Linked DNA regions of Mus musculus: regions 1, 2, 3, 4 and 6 are each linked to region 5. Evidence: chromatin contacts called from public HiChIP or PLAC-seq and promoter capture Hi-C data. All regions are on one chromosome and are shown on one strand. Each heading gives the region's core, a stretch centred on a gene start, on an enhancer-like site or on the middle of the called end of the contact. The rest is flanking DNA. Distances are from core to core; before and after follow the strand shown.

Region 1 (3,017 bases), core at 330-2,829, 850 kb before region 5:
CCCTTTCCCCAGCAAGAGGGGAACCGGGTACTAGCGATTCACCTTCCCTGGACAAGCACCCGACACACTGCATGTGACTCAAAGAGAGGGGCCACGGGGGCTAGACAAGGACAGGAGAGACAAGGAACACCATGAAGCTAGACATGGCCCTGCGGCACCCGAGGGTGCCGCAGGACTCCCCTCCCCTCCCAGCCTGTCTGCTGCCAGCAAGAGGCCATTTTGGAATGTTAATTGGAAACACCGGCTGCAGCCAATAGCTCCCCTCACCCCCTGGCCCGCAGGCAAGCTGCCTGTCTCCCCCTTCCATAAACTCAGGGGCAGCGAACTGAGGCCCATTCCCCATTCCCCAACACACACACACACTCACACCTGGGCCACTGCCCACACATCTGCAGAAGTGCCTCCAAGCCGTGATTCTGATTGATAGGGGCCATAGTGGGATCCCAGAGAAACCATCATAAACGGGCCCATGCACTGGAGGGTGGGTGATACTGAAAAAGGTACCTTCCCGATCCTATCTTCCTAATGACATAAATTCCTGTGGGCCCTGCTCTTTTCTGGGTTCCAGTACCGATCTCTCCCTTCCTCCGAGCTCAACTGGAGCCTGTGCGCTGTTGTCTACCCATCCACAGAGAAAAAAATTAAATAGGAAAGGGAAAGTTTGTTTCAGCCACTGAACGGTGCTGAGAAAGAGAACACAGATCGGGTTCCCTGTGCCTGGCTAAATCCACACCTTAGGGGATGGCTCCCAGAAGGGCGGATTCGGACCAGGGGCGACGTGGCGCCCGGCCTGGCCAAGCGAGTGGAAAGGAAACAGCCTGCAGCGAGGGCGCCAGGGAGCAGAGGCGCAGCCCCAATACCGCCTGGGGTCTAGGTTCTGTCCTCACCTTGGAGGTAGTAGGCCTGGCAGCCGTCGTCTCGCAGCTTCTGCAGGAGCAGGCCGAGAACGGAGGCGGGGGCGCCGGGCTCGGGCTGCCACTCCGCCGTGGCCTCGTCGTAGAGCAGCACGGTGGCCGCCTTGCAGCGCGTGGCGAAGCGCTCCTTGTCGGCATGGTTGGGAATGATGGAGCGGATGGGCAGGTTGCCTTTGCGCAGGCGGCGCAGCATGAGACCCGGGATGGCCAGGTTGATGGCCGTCTCAATGTGCGACGATTCGAAGAGCTCGTGCGGCCGGCAATCTAGCAGCAGCAGGGACGCGCCACCGCGCGCCTCCAGCTCCTCCTGCAGCCACTCGGCGCTCTTGCAGGGCATGGCCCCCGCTCCCGTCGTCGCTCCCGCTCCGATGCCTGCGCCGGACCCAGATCCCGCACCGGGCTCCGACCCCGCCCGAGTGCCCCCAGCCGCCGCCGCCGCCGCCGCCCCCGAAGTCGACATGTGCGCCCGCACTGGGGGCCCGCGGAGCTGGTTTTTCATGGGGATCCCGGGGCCGGGGCCGGGGCCGGGCAACCCAGCCCTGGGACGGCGCCCCGGCCGCGCTGGCCCCAGCCGCGTCTCCGGGCGCCCGCCTCCCGCCGAGCCGCGCGCCCGCCGCCCCGGCCTCCCAGCCTCCGGCCTCAGTCCCGCCCGGCCGGCCCTCCGCGCGTGCCGCGGCCTGACAGCCCCAATTAAACCGCGGCTCCGGCGGCCGCGCGCCCGGGCGTCCTCCGGGAGGCGGGGCCGTGAGGCCGGCGCCTGGGCTTAAAGGCACCGCGCCTCCGCAGCCCCTCCCCCGCAAGCGGCGCGGGAGCGCCCTCGGCCGGCTCCTACGGGCCCGCCTAGCCGGGACCTGGCTACCACCTGCCCAGGGGCGAGCCAAGGCGGCCTCGCAGATCTCTGGCTGAGCGCCTACATCTGTGCCTTGCAGAAAGGCTGCACTGGGACCCCACCTAACATTTACAGAAGCAGAATTTCTTCAGGATTGGGGGCAGGGGGCGGTCACCCAGAGCCAGTCTTCCCTCCTCTTGTCTGTTATCCTCATTCATTCTCTGATAGCGTTCATTCAACAAATGGAAACTGAATTCCTACTACGTGTCGTGCTCTGTGTTAGGCGGTCTTAGTTTCAGATGACCGCATCATCCCAACCCTTGATGGCCATAGGTTCCAGACCTGAGTTGGAGGGTCTGCTGAGGGAATAGGTGACTTGGGTTGGGGGGGGGGTGTTCAAGGACCGCTCTCGCAAATCGCAGGCAGAAGTGGAGGAATTCTGAAAGGACCAACCCTGGGTAAGGGAACGCGAGCTCTTTAAGAAAGCTTTTACAAGTGCGGTGGTGACTGGCCCGGAGTGAAGCGCCACGTGACTTTCCTATTGGGGCGGGTAGGAGGGAGGGAGCGCTCCATAATCAGCTTCCCTTCGCCTACCTCTCTCTCCAGGCACCAATCAAGTTTCGCGGTAGGCGGGCACGCGCTCGGCAGATAGTCAATCGCCGCCGAAAGAGGCTGCGGGGAAAGGAGGCGGGTCCCGCGGCGGGTCCACCCAGCTGGAAGTGGGCGGGGCCTCGTCCAGCGTGCTGTTCGGGCTCTCAGGCGGGTGGGGCTCAGGAGGTACGTGGCTCTGCAGGTAGGGCTCAAACAAAGCGGCAGGACCGACCGCAAGGTTTTGACCAGACCAAGGCGGTCTTTCCTTGGAGGGAGCTGTTCCTCCCAAGCCCCGAGTGCATTCTCTTAACAGGCTGGGGATCCCAACTTGAGGCTTAGTCCCTCACTCCGTCCCGGGCTAGTCATCTCTGAGCCAACTTGACCCTAACCCGGGATTGCGGTGTCAGGGGTGTCCGATCGGGCTACAGTTTCAATCTCCATCTCCCAATTAAATGTTCTCCCCCCTCCCTTTTTTTCTCAGCCGCAGGAGCCCTCTTCTACATTCGCTTAGAGAAAGGCCACAGTAGGGCAGCCAGGGAGGGTCTTGTCAGGAGGGGTTGTAGATATAAAGAGCTGACCCTTTTGTGAGTACTGTCCTGGACACAGCTGGTAGACAGCTTCCAGAGGCCAAGTGTTAAGTCCCAATCTGTCCTGCCAATTGGTGATGTGTGGTATATCCTGAG
Region 2 (2,892 bases), core at 305-2,804, 910 kb before region 5:
TTAACCACAAAAAGGTTGGAGGGTGTGGGTGTGAACTTCTGGAAACCTAGCTGTTTCCTGAGACTTGTCTAGGGGCACCCCCCCACCTCAGCTGAGTGTCAGATACCAAGCCTAGTCCATCAGATTCACATCAGAGAGCGTGGTTGCAGGCAGCAAACAGACCTAGTACAGCCTCAGTTATCCCCAGTCTATTATCTGGGTGCAATCAAATGTACAGAACTAGAGTTGCGTTTAGACGCAGACCATGAGGTACCCAATATACAGAACGACTCCCTCCCTCCCTCAAGGCTCCACGGAGCAAGAGAAGCAGTTCTGTTCTCAGGAGATTACACCAGGGGCTGGGAAGGTCAAGGAAGGCTTTTCTGTTGAGTCTGACATGGGAGACAAGGAGAAGCTAGGCAACACAATCCCTAGAGCTCAGAGTTCGAAGCCAGCCTGGTCTACATAGTGAGTTCTAGAACAACCAGGACTACACAGAGAAATCCTAGCTCGAAACACACACGCTGGTGGTGGAGGAGACATGACTTACAAGAGGCCCTACCCTGTAGACCTGGAGCCAAGGGATAGTTTATGACCCACTGTCATCACTCACCCCCTTAAGAGATTCGTATCTTTGCGACCGGGGTTTCTTGATGCCATTTCTGTGCCATTTGCGGGCTGTAGGGTAACAAATATTTACAGGTCAAAAAAAAATGAGGTATCTTCCAATAAGACCACCTAACATCATGGTTGGCAGTCTTTTGAGAATACACTAAGGATGGGTGGAAAGCACTATGGGCTTTTTAAGCGGATTCCTGGCTCCCAAATTTGTAATCTCCAAAGTAGCTAAACACACAATCATCTTCAAGGCTCACCTGAAGGGTGACCTGCCCTCCCTCCAGCTCTGATCTAGCAACCCTAACCCAATCCTCGCTGGGGTACAGTCGCCAGCCGGAGCCCAAGGAACTTACACTGGTTGTGTGTGGTGTGGTTCTTGGACTTGGCCATGTCTGCACCTGCAAGAAAGCCACGAGATCAGTTCTGGGCTTCCCCAGACCGGCACACCTCTGCCGCCCTGAGCTGGGGTAACATGAAGAAACCAGAGGCTGCAGCAGACGCTTCCGATTTACGACACCCGCCAGCCTGGCAACACTCACAAAACGCGACCCCACCTCTCAAACGCGAGCAAGGAGGTCGGTCCTGAGACTGAGCTTGCCGGCCCCGGGGCGGCTTTCCCCGCCATCCGTTCCTTGAGGACGACCGGGAACCACCCCCGCCCGGCAATCTCGATGCCCCATAGCCAAGCAGCTGCCCGCCCTGTCCTTCCTGCCACCCGTGTCGCCTGCCTCGCGACCCGCCGCCGCCCTGTAGTCACGGATGTCATCGGATGCCGTAAGGCCAACACTCACGGTAACCCGCGGCTCCCGCAGCGCCGGAGACCGGAAGAGAAAGAGAAAGGCCCGCAGTGCAGCACGGGAAATAGGGCCGACACCGCCGGAAAGTCCAACGGAAAAGCTTCCCTCACTGCTGGCGGAGAAAAAAGGTTCCAAGGCCGGAAAGAGTTGAAGCCTAGAAAGGGGAGGGGTTAGAGCCTGGCCACGCCCTCTTAGCGTCACAGATTTCTTTCTTTGCTTAACCCCTCCCCGCTATTTTTTGAGCGGGTCTTTCTTGCTGTGTAGCCTAGACTGGGTTATAACTGTTCATCCTCCAACAGCAGGCTTTTGCTACTGGGGTTAAGAGCGTGGTGTTAGCATGGACCACGACGGCGGCCAGCCCGTGTTTGCTTCCTTCTCTTCCTCCAGTGCCTACTTTGCTCTTGGGCTAGACTTCCAAAGACTCTGAAAGCCGAGGGGGCCTTTGAGGGATGAATGTTAATGGAGCGAAGAATCTGTGTTCTTAAACAGCTCACCGGGCTCCTGTGTGGAATGCACTGGAGAGGGCAGAGGAGAGGAGAAGAGCTATGAGACTCATGCAGACTGCCACACAAGGGCGCTGGCTGCCTGAAGACAGTGAAGAATGTACTAGGGAAAAGAATAGACTGGATTTAGGGTGCCGAAAATTAGAGAGAGAAAAGCGGCAACGATAGTCCAAGTCTACTCCAACAGCCTGGGCTGGTTCCCCAGAGTGGCAGTTTCGTGGTTTCTTTTTTTTTTTTTTTTTAAGATTTATTTATTTATTATATGTAAGTACAGTGTTGTTGTCTTCAGACACTCCAGAAGAGGGAGTCAGATCTCCTTACGGATGATTGTGAGCCATCATGTGGTTGCTAGGATTTGAACTCAGGACCTTCGGAAGAGCAGTTGGGTGCTCTTTTTTTTTTAAGATTTATTTATTTATTTATTTATTTATTTATTTATTTATTTATTTATTTGTTTATTATATGTAAGTACACTGTAGCTGTCTTCAGACACTCCAGAAGAGGGCGTCAGATCTTGTTACAGATGGTTGTGAGCCACCATGTGGTTGCTGGGATTTGAACTCTGGACCTTCGGAAGAGCAGTCGGGTGCTCTTACCTGCTGAGCCATCTCACCAGCCCCAGTTGGGTGCTCTTACCTGCTGAGCCATCTCACCAGCCCTCGTGGTTTCTTTTCACATATATTAGATGTGAGATGATGCTAGAGAGGTGAAAACAGGCCTGTAATCACAGCTACTGGCTGAAGAATTGTAAGTCTGAGATGCCTGAGTAATTCAGGTAGACCTTGTCTCCGAAAAGCTTTTTTTGTTGTTGTTTCAAGATAGGGTTTTTCTCTGTGTAGCCCTGATTGTCCTGGGACTCACTCTGTAGACCAGGCTGGCCGCAAACTCAGAAATCCCCCTGCCTCTGCCTCCCAAGTGCTGGGATTAAAGGCGTGTACCACCACTGCCCAGCTCCAAAAAACTTTTATAATGTCAGGATATCCCAGCACTCACGA
Region 3 (3,085 bases), core at 479-2,978, 550 kb before region 5:
TGTGTGAGTTTGTGTATACCACATACATGAAGGAGTCCCCAGAGGTCAGAAGAGAGCATCAGGTGATCCCTGGGTCTGGAATTACAGGTGGCTGTGAGCTGTCATGTGGATGTCTGGAACTGAGTCTAGGTCCTCTGTAAGAGCAGGAAGTGCTCTTAAGCACTGAGCCGTGTCTCTAGCCCCTCTCCCTCTCCCTCTCCCTCTCCCTCTCCCTCTCCCTCTCCCTCTCCCTCTCCCTCTCCCTCTCCCTCTCCCTCTCCCTCTCCCTCTCCCTCTTCTTCTTCTTCTTCTTCTTCTTCTTTTTCTTCTTCTTCTTCTTCTTCTTCTTCTTCTTCTTCTTCTTCTTCTTCTTCTTCTTCTTCTTCTTCTTCTTCTTCTTCTTCTTCCTCCTCCTCCTCCTTCTACTCTCTCTCTCTCTCTCTCTCTCTCTCTCTCTCTCTCTCTCTCTCTCTCTCTCTCTCTCTCTCTCTCTCTCTCTCTCTCGACCAAGATGACCTTGAACTTGTTACTCTCTGCCTCAGCCTTCCAAGGTCTGGGGTCATAGGCAAGCCTCACTGTGTCTAGTTAGCCCCATATTTGGGGAAAGATTTTCACAAAACTTGCAGAATTTCATTTTGTCTCTGTTGAAATTACATGAAGGGTGGGGGGAAGTGATGAAGTAAAGGATGTTTCAGACCCGTAGAGAGGATTTTGACTCAGAGTCTTCTTGAAGGTAGAAAAATGAAGGAAAAAGCCAGCCAATACCCCAAGCTTCTAAGATTGTTAGACAAATTGGAAGGTGATCTTGGGTGGTTTTATGGTGGGTGTCCATAACTTTTTTTTTTTTGAGAATTTTGGGATAGGCATGAATCTCTTAATGCATTTTGATTTTGATGTCCAAAAGAAAGAAAGAAAGAAAAAAAAAGACTTTCTCTAAATTCTAAAGCACCCAAGTAGAAGTTAGCATAATGTAACTTAAAGCCTTAGACACATTACTGTGGCAGATAGACCATGCCCCAGCAGTACCTTTATATTTGAGTATTTTCTTTATTCCTCCATTCTTAGGCTGGAACTCTCTGTGTCTTTTGGTTTTCAGAATGTCTAGTTCCCGTTCCAGCCGACCTGGTGTTCCTTGTTGAGGACTTTAGCAGTGCCAGGCAACCCAATTTCCAGCGAGTTGTCCATTTCTTGACGACCACTGTCCACTCTCTCAACATCCATCCTGATACCACAAGAGTCAGCTTGGTCTTTTACAGTGAGAAACCAAGGCTGGAGTTTTCCCTGGATATGTATCAAAGCGCTGCCCAAGTCTTACGCCATCTGGACAGGTTAACTTTCCGAGCAAGAAGAGGAAGGGCGAAGGCAGGTGCTGCTTTAGACTTCCTGAGGAAAGAAGTTTTCCTTCCAGAGAAGGGCAGCCGGCCCCATCGGGGCGTACAGCAGATAGCTGTGGTCATCATAGAAAGTCCTTCTCTAGACAATGTGTCTACACCTGCTTCCTACCTTCGCAGGGCGGGGGTCACCATCTATGCAGCGGGCACCCAGCCTGCCTCTGAGAGTAAGGACCTGGAGAAGATTGTCACATACCCTCCCTGGAAGCACGCCATCCGCCTAGAGTCCTTTCTGCAACTCAGTGTTGTAGGAAACAAACTTAAAAAGAAGCTCTGCCCTGAGATGTTGAGCGGAATGCCTCCTCTGATGAGCTTTATTCCAGAAAGCACACGACAAAGCACACAGGAAGGTAGGAGGGCATGTCTGCATCTGGGGAGCACACAGGAAGGTAGGAGGGCGTGTCTGCATCTGGGGAGCACACAGGAAGGTAGGAGGGCCTGTCTGCATCTGGGGAGCACACAGGAAGGTAGGAGGGCGTGTCTGCATCTGGGGGCTGTGTGCTGCTCCTTCCTTTCCCTTTTTCACCATGAACAAAAATTGGGGTCAACTCATTAAAAAAAAACCCAGAAACCTCAACTTTGAAAATCGTAGTTTTGTCCTGATTCTAAACACAAGAGAGAAAGTTATGTTCCTAGTAAATAGGTTACTTTTTGAGAAAGGGTCTCTCGTAAAACAGGCTGGCCTCAAATTTACTATGACCTGATAAAATCCCTGTCCTCCTGCCTCTACCTCTCAAGTCCTGCATTACCACACCTGGCTTAAGTGTGGAAAACTGAGATACCTTTCACTGTTATGAAGGCCTTTGTGTCTGCTTCTCTATTTTTTTTTCTCTACCATACTGGTATTTCTCAGACTCAACTTAGAAGAATAGATTTAAATTTGAATCACTGAAATGCAGATAATTGACGTAAAATTCAAGCCTGTGATTATATCTTCAGGGGGAAAAAAAACCACCGAAGTTCTATTTTTAAAAATTACTAAATGTTTTTTTTTAATGCTTTCTTGATTTCTTGTCCCTAGGCCTAGAAATCTGAATTATACAAACAAGTCCCCATCCCGCACTGACCTGTGTTCTCAGTCCCTCTCTCTGTTCTAGCAATGAGAAATTGATTAAAAGAGGCTTTCATTTCCTGGTCCATTCCCCGCTTATCTCTTATCGGGCAGAAGAGGAGAAAAAGAGCTAACTCACAAAGGGACTGAAGACTGTGAGAGCTGACTTCCATCCCAGGCTGCGAAGCAGCTGAGAAGGTGCCCAGAATCAGGAAAATCACCCCGAGTTTGGAGGGAGCTTAGATACTAATAGAAACGTCAAAGATTTTTTACCAGAATTCTTCCTGGATAATCATAATGATCAGAAGATCTGCCAGTTATGGATCAATGTGTATATATCACACACACACAGAGGCACACATACATGCACATGCATGCATGCACATGTGTGTGAGCCTTTTAAACACTTGGCGTGTGTAATACATGCAGGTGCCCAGGAGAAGCCTGACTCTAAGGAACGTCTTCCCCCACCCTTTTCCTGAGAGCTATCTCAATTTCACAAGATGGGTAAGAATGTATGATTCTAGGCCGTGTTCAGCGCCCTGGGCTCCTCAGAATCTCAGGAAGAGCCTGGCGTATCATGTTGGTCTGCTGCTGTGTGAGCTGCATTCTAGACATTCCTTCCTGCACAGTGGTCCTTCTCTCCGTCTCTAGATAGCCATCT
Region 4 (3,164 bases), core at 344-2,843, 950 kb after region 5:
CTGTTCAGGAAACAGAAAAACAAGTGAGCCAAGAGAAACCAGAGCTGAGCTTGGCAAAACTCTGCAAAGCAGCAGGAAGATGAAGCTCCTGGTCTGGTCTGCAGAGTTTCAAAGACCAAGTGTGAAGCTTTTCAGTTCCAGAGGCATGGACCTTCTAGGAGCGGGTGGGTCCACAGCATGGAGACAGATATCTCTTATCAACTTTCCCAGGACTCTATCCCTGTCTCCAGCCCATCCCCACCCTAGCAAGTCCTGCTTCCACCTCATTGACTCTCCATAGGTAATCTTCCCTAAATCCTGGAAGCCCCCCCCCCCAGTAGAATCTGGAATGCATAATGAGGTTAGCCCCCACCCCCACCCCAAGCCCACTTACACTAAGAGGAAGATGGAGTTCATCTTCCTAAGACTATTCCTTGGATTCTGTCCACTCCCACCCATTGCTGTTCAGCTCAACTCAGTGTGGACCACTTTCTGACTCCCTTGGATTGAGTTCTAGCAATCCTTCGTAGTACGTGATACCGAGTTTTAGCTCTCTAGTCAGACGCGACTCCCAGTACTTCCAGTTCCTCCTTTACCACCCTGCTATTTCATTTAACAAAAAGAAAAAAATGTTGGAGACCGAGCCAAATAAAGCCGCGAGCAAGACTATGGGTTACTTGTGAGCCTCGGTGTCATGGACGCAGTTAAATATTATTAGAACCTCTTGCAGAAGCCGAATTCAAACAGCAGAGGATCAAGCCATTGGCTAACACTACTGATGCCCCACACCTTTTTTGCTGTCAAATGGGAAGCAGCAACTCCAGCCCCGACTATGGTCCCATCCCCCTTCTCATTTCTAAAACAATAATAATCCTCCCTCAAGCCCGCAGGACTTCCAGAGCCTAACCTAGCCCTCCCTCTGTCGTCCCGCCTGGGGCCTCCCTACCACTCCACCTGGGCGAGTAGAGTTATGCGGGAAAAGCAGGTATTTTGGCTGAAAGTTTTTTTGCCTTTAAGGACTGCTGCTCCTGCCGCTGTTCAGAACAACAGCAATGACAAACAAGCCAGGCTGGGCGAAAACCCAGAGCTTCTCAAAAGTTGGTCTGGCTACGCAGCAGCCCTGACGAGTTTGCAAGAACACAGGACTCAGAGTTAGCATCTACTCACCTGGGTGTGCCAGCCTCAGAGACTAGAAAGAGAATTCAGCCCGGGACAGGTCTGTCACGCCCCCAGGATGCAAAATCCGCCTTTGGAGTGGAGGTCCTGGGTGATGTAGTTGTAAAGAGGTCTTAGGAGAGTCGGGCTTCCCTCCCCCCTCTTTGGTCCACTGGGGGTAGTTTAGCAACAGCCGAGGAGGATAAAGATGCTGGGAGGAGAGTTTGGTCGCTCTGGAAACCCCGACTCCATTCTTGGGGCTGGGGGCTGGGGGCTGGGGGAGAGGGTGAACGGCGTGGAAGGAGCTGCTGGGCTCAGGAACTCGCTGAGTAAAGAGGAAGGAACTGGGGAAGGAGGGAGGGAGCAGAGGAGTGAGGGAGGAAGGAAAGGAGGAAGGGAGGGAGGGAGGGGTGAGAGCCAGGAGATGGCAGCTTCTAGCTGAGATTTCCACCTTCTGACGAAACCCTTGCGCCCAGCAGCCCAGCAAGATACTAGTTCTTAAGCCTCCTCTCGAGCGCCCCCTGGGGGGTTCCGGGGACTCAGCGACGCCCCGCCCTGGTCGCGGCCCTGGCGCTCTCCATGGTCCTGCCGCGCCCTCAGCCCTGATTCCCTGCTCAGCTTTGCAATTCCCACCAGCTCCTGAGAGGCACGTGATTAATTTCTCCTTATTCTATGATAAAGCAGTGAAACCACAAGAGCTGAGAGGAGAGAATAAGGGCTATACTTTTTTTTGCATACATTCAAGAAAACTTCTTGATTCGCTCAACTCTCACTAAAAATGGGGGTGACATTGAATACTTATTTTGGTACCTACATGTCAATAAATGCATGATTAAATGAGTGAACAGCTATTTTTCTCTTCATATCAGAATATTTTCCTGAATACAAACACGTCACCATACCTGGGGAATGTATGTTTTAAAATAAAGTTTTTGGCTGGGGTTGAACCACAGTTGTTAGAGCACTGGCCTAACATGTAGAGGGTTCTGCATTCAAACCGTAACATTGTACAAAGCCAGGCATTTGTACATTTGTACATGGCATTGCATCCCTGAAACCCCAGACTTTGGGAGGTGGAGGCAGAAGGCTCAGAAAGGCAAAGTTACCCTCAACTACAAAGGGAGTTTGAAACCGCCCTAGGTTAGAGACCCTGTCTCAAAAAGCCCAAACCAAAAACTATAGGTCTTATTTAGGGAGTAACCATTGTCACATATTATAAAACACTTTGAACACACTACAAAGCATTTACACAAGAAATAGGGGGTTTGATGTTTTGCTTTGCAGTGCTGCTAAGTGACATCTCTCTCCCTTATGGGGTAGTTTGGAAGTGATGACTTTTCTGTCACAAATTTATTCGAAGTCACATTCAGGCAAAGAAACAATGAGGAGGCACGTCAGGCTGTTTCTAGTTGTCTCCGCAGAAGTAGATAAACTGGAGAACCAAATCCACCCTGGGTATGCCCATGATCAGAATCAAATTAGACTTTATAATCCATAAAGCAAATGAATAAAAGGATCTCTCTGCACCTGGGGGTCGCACAGAGTTAGAAATGATGGGTAAGCACACCAGGCAAGGGAGGAAGGTGTCTCCCTCTCTGCTTGCTGAAGTACTACCCAACAAGGTCTCTTGTAAGGTGAAGGCTTTGGTTATAAGCTTTAGACCACTACACAGTTCCCAGTTTCAAAGGCCAGAGAAGGAGAAATGACAGGGGAAAGCAAAGGGGGCTCAGAAATGATCCTGGAAATCAAAGGAGAAGATCTTTGAGAAGAAACAGTTTCCAGAAAATCAACATTTTTCTTATTCCAGTCGCCTCACATGCTGTTCTGAGATGCCATATTAGCTACAAGGCTAGAAAAAATAACCCTGAGAGAATCTAGCTGTATCATGGAGCTTACACACAAATCCATGGTCTGCCTTGACTGAGAACACTTAGGTCATGTGATTATGCGCAAGCTAATCATTATTGGGGCTTTGGCTTGTGAGGTTACAATAAAGGACAGGTCCTGGTGTTTGGAGCAGGAAATGTGTT
Region 5 (2,897 bases), core at 161-2,660:
GTGTGTGTGTGTGTGTGTGTGTGTGTATGTGTGCACGCGCACATGCACACATACACACACACATACATGCACACACAGTTGGGGTGGAGTGGGGGTAGAAGTGTGGCTCAGGACTTAGACGACAAACCCTGTGACCTCTATAGATCCCAAAGAAAATGAACTTTCAAATGTATAATTTCATATCCTTTAACACAACAGATCTCTTGTTGTGTTCTTCTTTACCCCCCTGCCCCCACCACCCCTTTTTCCTCTTTTGAAGGCATGAATCCTTTTTATAGTAGTTAGAAGTGTGCTTGTAACAGTTCCTCTCACAGATACTCAGGAGAAAGCCTCGGGGAAATTTAATGGTTCTGAGTTCAGCCTGTGGCTTTGCGATAAGGATTCAAGGCAAGAAGCCTTTTAACTCAGAAAAGAATCTGTTTGCAGCCATTGCCCAATAAATGCAAAGTGTCTGGTTACTGGCACGTAGCACAATGCACCACAGAACTCAATGAATGTCCACAGAGCTGGCCAACCCCATAATGTCCATGAAGGGGTGGTGTCTGTGTGTGAGTGTGTGTGTGTGTGTGTGTGATTTGCTTAGTTTTCAAACAGTGCTAGTCTTCTAACAGGGTCCACAGAATCAATACACTCATGGGAACTTGCAGAGACCAGGAAGCCTGCAGGGGTCTGCCCCAAGTCCTCTGCATGTATGTTATGGCTGAGTAGCTCCGGGTTCATGTGGAAATGCTAACATTGAGAGCTGGGTCTGTCCCAGACTCTTTTGCCTATGTGTGGGACCCTTTTCCTCCTCCTGGGGAGTGGGGAGGAGGAATGTGTGGGTGGAGGAGCTGGGAGGAGAGGAGAAACTGTGGTCAGGATGTAACATATGAGAGATGAATAAAAATAATAAAATAAGAACTCTAAAACAGCGTTTCTCAAGGCTGAAATGAATTGACACTTTTGAGCGGAGGCTCAGTTGAAGGTTGTTAGTGTGTGTTGGTAATGACAAGAAAGCTCAAAGGAAACTGGGAAAACCTCATGTCATGCCCTCTTAGAAAGAAAGAAAGAAAGAAAGAAAGAAAGAAAGAAAGAAAGAAAGAAAGAAAGAAAGAAAGAAAGAATCACCAGAAATACTGTCGGAAGAATTAAAATTAAACCTCACGAGAGTCCGTGGGTATGGAAAGTCACCCGCTAGCTAATATTAACATCGCTTGCAACAGAGCCTTGCTGCTCAAAATAGGACAGTCAGTCATATCGCTATCGCTGGGCTGTTTACATTCTTCGGGCCAGCCCTGAACTTCTTCCTGCCTCTGGCTCCTGGGCATTGCAGTTCTGGAGGTTTCTAGATGACCCGCCTCCCTCAGCTGTCTCTAGGAACTTCCACTCAAAGGGGGAGCTATAAGATTGACACCTGCTCGGTTTGCAGCAAAGTGGTGGCACTTCAAAGGAGCGGCTAGGCAGCAGAGACTAAGTGTCTAGGTCGCATTTGGTCGCTGTCAGGGAGGGGCAGACAAGGACCCTCGGGTTTCCCCTCAGTATGGAGAACTTATTGCCTCCGTCCGGATTTTCTTACTTGAAAAAGTATCCTCTCCACTCTATTCGGAAATATTTATCAACGCTGAGAAGCCAAAGGGCCGAAGAGCAGGTACTATTTTGTTTGTGCTAACTTTAAAAATAACTGGTGCTTATTTCTGGGTGTGGCCTGTCGAAGCTTGGGGAATGTTTCTCTGCTGGCTTACTGGTGTTCATAGGCAGAGGTCAGATCCAGCCTGTAGTTACTCGAGCTTGGCAGTCAGAGGAGCCTGCCGCTTGTGAGGGGTTACTTGGCTGTGGAACGTTTGGGTCCTGAGATAAATTATGCAAATGTTCTGGGTGTGTGTGTTTGACACTTATTTTGCTTTCTTCCGTTATCTAGATGAACCTACCATACTACGGAGGTGACTCTTTGATACTTTGATCATTTTTTCAGTGTTTCGAAGACAAATTCTGAAACCGTTCGTAGCTCAATAGATGAAGCAGTATACCCTAGAAACACACTTATTTTCTTGCATGTTTCTGTGATTATTTTAATGTCACTAGGATTTGCAAAATGAAGGTTATCTGTGTGGCTATAATCAGATCATTAGTGGGCTGATAAGATCATTTGGATATAATAGGTGATTCTTATATGTGGTGCATAGGGGACAGAGCACAATAATTATTAATCCTTTTAGCCAATTGAAAGCTACAGTTTCCAACAGGAAGTTCTAGCATGTGGGTATAGACGCATCTTAATAAGCCTGTTTAAAATGTCTGGTTATTTCATTTAAAAACATGTGTGTTCATTACATTGATTACATTATACATTGATATCTAAAAACTGCTTTCGTAATTGCACTGGATTAGAGAGAGAACAATGTGTGGCCCATTTAAATCCAGGAGCTCATTTAGAAGCTTGGCAACGGACTAGAAATATGAAAGACAGGTCTGTCACCACATAGAAGATGACCAGCCACAAGCGCTCTGCCCTGTGCTCTCTCTAGAACGGCAGAGCCAGGCGACAGATATTGCCAGTGTCCTGTTCTTTTTTCCTCCGTGGTAGAAAATGACCCAGTTAGTAAGAGGCTTCCCAGAAATGGAAGCAGAGGGCAGCAGAAGGAAACCCTTTGGTGACCCCTTTTCCCCAAAGCTCATGCCTCATTTGAAAAAAAAAAAAAAAAACAAAAACCAAAAAACAAAATACCTGACAGATCATTAGGATTATCAAGGAAACTGCATCTTAAAATCTTAAATGATTTTGACTAGTGCTAGAGACTCAGGCTCTCTGCATTAAGGGAGCTAGGTTGCCCCATTTACCTCTCGCTCAGTTTCAGGGTAACACTCGGTGAGAAACATTTCTGTCTCCTCTCGGCATGCCTTGGTTTTGAAGTAGAAAA
Region 6 (3,160 bases), core at 58-2,557, 520 kb before region 5:
AAGAAACAACTGGCAGACTTTCCGTTAGGGTCAGGCTCATTGTAAACTCCCTTGGCTTTTGTTTCTCTGCAATCTCTTTATTTTATGTTTTCTAGTTCAGAAAAAAAAAAAAAAGATAACTCACTGAGTAAACAATTCTGTTTTGAGAGTTGTCCCTTCTCAGCACTTTGAGAATGTCTTCTTAGTTTCTGTCTTCTTTTGCCTTGGATTTTTCATTATTACTTCTAAGAAGCTGTCAAAATAATTATCTCTCAGCAAGCAGCATTTCAAAAATATATATCAGGTTGCATTAAAATAGTCCCCATTGCTGTTAGTTTTGACAGTTTCAATAAGACGTCTCCAGGTGTAGGTTTCATGTTATTTATTCTGCTTGGAACTTGTTAAGCCTTTGGATCTATTTATGCCTTCTACAGATCTTAGAAAATCCGTAGAAAATTACCCTATTGAAGTTTTAAGCTTCGGTATTGTATTCGTCAGCTTCCTGTCCAATAATGAGATACCCAAGTTGATTTGCATATAGAGAGAAAAGGCTCATTTTCTTGGCTCATGATTTTAAGATTCAAGTCCGTGGTTAGGTGGACCCCTTTCTCCAAAGCCCTCGATGGGGGAACCCCAGAAGAGAATTCTGGGGAGCGTGTGGTGGGAAGATCTGCTCTCTTCATGATTGGGAAGAAGGAGGAAAAGAAGAAAGGGCTGGGGTCCCAGGGTTCCCTTCAAGGGTTCGATCTGGTGGCCTGAGGACCTCCCACCAGGTCACACCTCTTAAAGGTCCACAGCATCTCCTCGCACCCACACGCTGGGATCAGATGCATCACGTAGACTTCGAGAGACATGTGAGACACAGAGCATAGCATCTGTTTCCTTTGTTCCATCCGTTCTCAACCTGTGGATTGCAACCCCTTTGGGGGTTGAACAGCTTTTTCTCAGGGGTCACCTAAGACCACGGAGAAAATACAGAGATTTAAGATTTACATTCTTAAGCTTTGGTTTCTAATTTACTATTTCTGACTTTACTCTGCGATTTAACATGCCCGTAGAATTTTAAATCCACTCATTTTTTTTTTCCAGTTCAAGAAGTTCTAATTGATTCTCTTAAAATGCTATCTGCCTTTTCTTCATTGAGAACACTAAGAATTTCTTTTTATTTGTCATCTTAACGTATGAAATCTGGTAACTGAGATTGTTTTTGGTGTGAGAGTTACTCAGGGCCCCTGATCTGTCCTCTTGCCAAGGGTGCTAATGTACATTCTCACTCTTGGCTAGAATGTAAGATGACACAAAGAAAGCTTCCAGAGTGACTAATAGGATAAAGATGCCTTGTCTATTTTCTTTTTCTTTTCCTAGGGCGATCGTGGAGCCGCAGGGCCATCTGGAGAGAAAGGAAGCAGCGGCAGTCGGGTAAAATATGCGGGTGTTTTTCTCTGTCATCTTTCTGATGCATTATCAGACAGCAGCAGTTTAAGCAGTTGGAAGGAATCATCTAGTGGTTTTGTTTGAGTCTGAGTGTGAAAGGCAGTAATTCACATGACCCTTTGAAAGCTTTGCTTGGGACCTGAAGGGTGGATTATGAACCTAGTTGCTGAATGTAGGACTTAACCCGTGTGCTTTGTACCGTGAGTGGGTCACTCTGTGACTCATAAGCTCTTTATGGGTCCCTGTCACTGATGACATAGTCTCCCACCAGGACCCTTTAGCCTCCCTCCCAGCCAAACTATACCAGTCTCTGCCTCTAGAACATTCCTCATGCTTACCGGCCCCTGTGTGTTTGTCCATGTTGGTGTTGCCACTCCCCACATGCATGCCTTTTCCACGTTTCCGTCCTCAGTGCTCATTTGAACACTGACTTGTTTTTGATTGTCTGGTTCCCTTTCCTTCTTTCTCATGATAGTTTTTCTGATGTTGTGGGAGACTTTTCCTGGGGAGGCATGAACCAATGCCTCCTCACTCCAGATAGCAAACCAAGGACAGACCAAAGTAACGATTCTTCCAGAGTTCAGAGTCCTGCTTGGTGAAATGTTGAGTTTATTGGGGTCACTTACAGATGTCTGGGTGAAAGGTTACTTATGGGGTATGCATGATTAAAAAGAAACTAACTGTATTACCAAAAGGCCCAGCACTGCATGATGATGACTCCCAGAGACCGTAACCCTGCAACTCTAATCGTGACTGCAGACAACTGGATAGGTCAGGTTACAGAATCTCCTCAAACAAAGGCTCCAGATGGCAGAGCACCTCCTCTCCTCACCATTCTTTACTGCTTCCATAACTTTGGGGAACCCTTGTGAGTCTTAGATATTTCAGGAACTTCCTGAGACTTGTGAGTTGCTTGCTTCCTGAATCGAAGGTAGCCTTCCTCCAGGATAAAATGTTTCAGTTAGGAGTAGTTGCTACACAAGCCTCCACTCTGGCTGTTTATAGGGATCTCTCTCTTCTTTGTGTCTTTGCTGGTGATTACTTTCTGTTTCCTGTCCTGGATTTAGTTCTGTAGAGGGGAAGGGAGATACCTGTTGCATGGACTTTACTTCTCCTATTCTGTGCCCATGGCAGACATTACTAATCGAGCATAGACTCCAACTTGGCTAGAGGAGCCATCTCATGAAAACCTAGAGTCAATGTCTATTTATTGCTAGGTTTACATAGGAGGTTAAATTTATTTGCTTGTCATTGTTTGTACCCTGGGTGGAATTAAGGTAGTGCTTTTATTTCTGGGATGCATGATCAGGGCTGTGGATCAGCTTCCTGATAGGGAAACAGAAGGAGAGAACTAAAATGCATATCTCTTTATTAAGGTTTACTTTCCAACTAGAAAGTCCAACTAAAAACGAGGACTTTGTGGGTCATAGTTTGGAGACAATGTGGGACACCATGCTTCCCTAACATAAAAAGCTTTATGTTTCAGTTAAATTGAGATAAATTCAATAAATATCCATCAGGTGTCTTCTACCCAAGACAACATTTTGCTACCCACAGGGAGTGATTCAACAATAAATATGTCTTGGCTATGGCTAGCAAAGGGCTAATAAATAACCTGTATAGTTTATACAAAGACTGTAGTACAAGGTTTGCCATGATCAAGGATGTCAATGGTATAAATAAAGTGTTACTGGGACACAATGGAGAAAAACACAGAGTCTTTCCCCTTTATTTGGTCAATCATCAG

The links. Promoter capture Hi-C pulls out the DNA fragments that hold promoters and counts their contacts. HiChIP or PLAC-seq counts read pairs in DNA pulled down with a chosen protein or histone mark.
Region 1: a contact with region 5 is called in a promoter capture Hi-C map of hippocampal neurons, with 2.8 times the contacts expected there. The contact joins the promoter of Dusp7 here to the promoter of Atp2c1 in region 5. A contact is called at or near these places in 3 of 39 promoter capture datasets (hippocampal neurons and liver) and 1 of 484 Hi-C or Micro-C datasets (the G1E-ER4 cell line).
Region 2: a contact with region 5 is called in a promoter capture Hi-C map of liver, with 2.3 times the contacts expected there. The contact joins the promoter of Rpl29 here to the promoter of Atp2c1 in region 5.
Region 3: a contact with region 5 is called in a promoter capture Hi-C map of embryonic stem cells, with 6 times the contacts expected there. The contact joins the enhancer-like site here to the promoter of Atp2c1 in region 5. A contact is called at or near these places in 6 of 39 promoter capture datasets (the C10 cell line, the HPC-7 cell line, HPC-7-derived erythroid cells and 3 more), 1 of 115 datasets of contacts at active chromatin or transcription factors (embryonic stem cells) and 1 of 9 other capture datasets (liver).
Region 4: a contact with region 5 is called in an H3K27ac HiChIP or PLAC-seq map of microglia, with 5 times the contacts expected there. The contact joins the promoter of Cpne4 here to the promoter of Atp2c1 in region 5. A contact is called at or near these places in 9 of 39 promoter capture datasets (the 3T3-L1 cell line, the C10 cell line, HPC-7-derived erythroid cells and 4 more), 1 of 115 datasets of contacts at active chromatin or transcription factors (microglia) and 1 of 9 other capture datasets (embryonic stem cells).
Region 6: a contact with region 5 is called in a promoter capture Hi-C map of trophoblast stem cells, with 3 times the contacts expected there. The contact joins the enhancer-like site here to the promoter of Atp2c1 in region 5. A contact is called at or near these places in 10 of 39 promoter capture datasets (the 3T3-L1 cell line, 3T3-L1-derived adipocytes, the C10 cell line and 7 more), 1 of 15 datasets of contacts at CTCF or cohesin (large pre-B cells), 3 of 115 datasets of contacts at active chromatin or transcription factors (differentiating embryonic stem cells, embryonic basal ganglia and embryonic stem cells) and 2 of 9 other capture datasets (adipose tissue and embryonic stem cells).

Annotation. Positions count from the first base shown.
Region 1 is chr9:106,367,194-106,370,210 of GRCm38.p6, reverse strand. Dusp7 (dual specificity phosphatase 7) reads right to left here and starts at 1,579. Exons shown (of 3, transcript NM_153459.4): 1 at 888-1,579. The coding sequence starts at 1,413.
Region 2 is chr9:106,428,073-106,430,964 of GRCm38.p6, reverse strand. It overlaps Rpl29 (ribosomal protein L29), which reads right to left and starts at 1,554. Exons shown (of 3, transcript NM_001324534.1): 1 at 951-1,554; 2 at 593-657. The coding sequence starts at 987.
Region 3 is chr9:106,070,549-106,073,633 of GRCm38.p6, reverse strand. It overlaps Col6a4 (collagen, type VI, alpha 4), which reads left to right. Exons shown (of 38, transcript NM_026763.2): 6 at 1,076-1,720. Among named protein-coding and RNA genes, the nearest start is that of Col6a4, 25 kb to the left of the region's middle. Within about 2 kb of position 1,728, at least 7 of the 459 cell types and tissues checked have an H3K27ac peak or open chromatin away from gene starts, as enhancers often do. A contact at or near this core is called in embryonic stem cells, where this site is marked.
Region 4 is chr9:104,568,084-104,571,247 of GRCm38.p6, reverse strand. Cpne4 (copine IV) reads right to left here and starts at 1,593. Exons shown (of 16, transcript NM_028719.3): 1 at 1,147-1,593.
Region 5 is chr9:105,519,770-105,522,666 of GRCm38.p6, reverse strand. It overlaps Atp2c1 (ATPase, Ca++-sequestering), which reads left to right and starts at 1,410. Exons shown (of 27, transcript NM_001253831.1): 1 at 1,410-1,627. The coding sequence starts at 1,520.
Region 6 is chr9:106,042,463-106,045,622 of GRCm38.p6, reverse strand. It overlaps Col6a4 (collagen, type VI, alpha 4), which reads left to right. Exons shown (of 38, transcript NM_026763.2): 17 at 1,345-1,398. Among named protein-coding and RNA genes, the nearest start is that of Col6a4, 53 kb to the left of the region's middle. Within about 2 kb of position 1,307, at least 19 of the 459 cell types and tissues checked have an H3K27ac peak or open chromatin away from gene starts, as enhancers often do. A contact at or near this core is called in trophoblast stem cells, where this site is marked.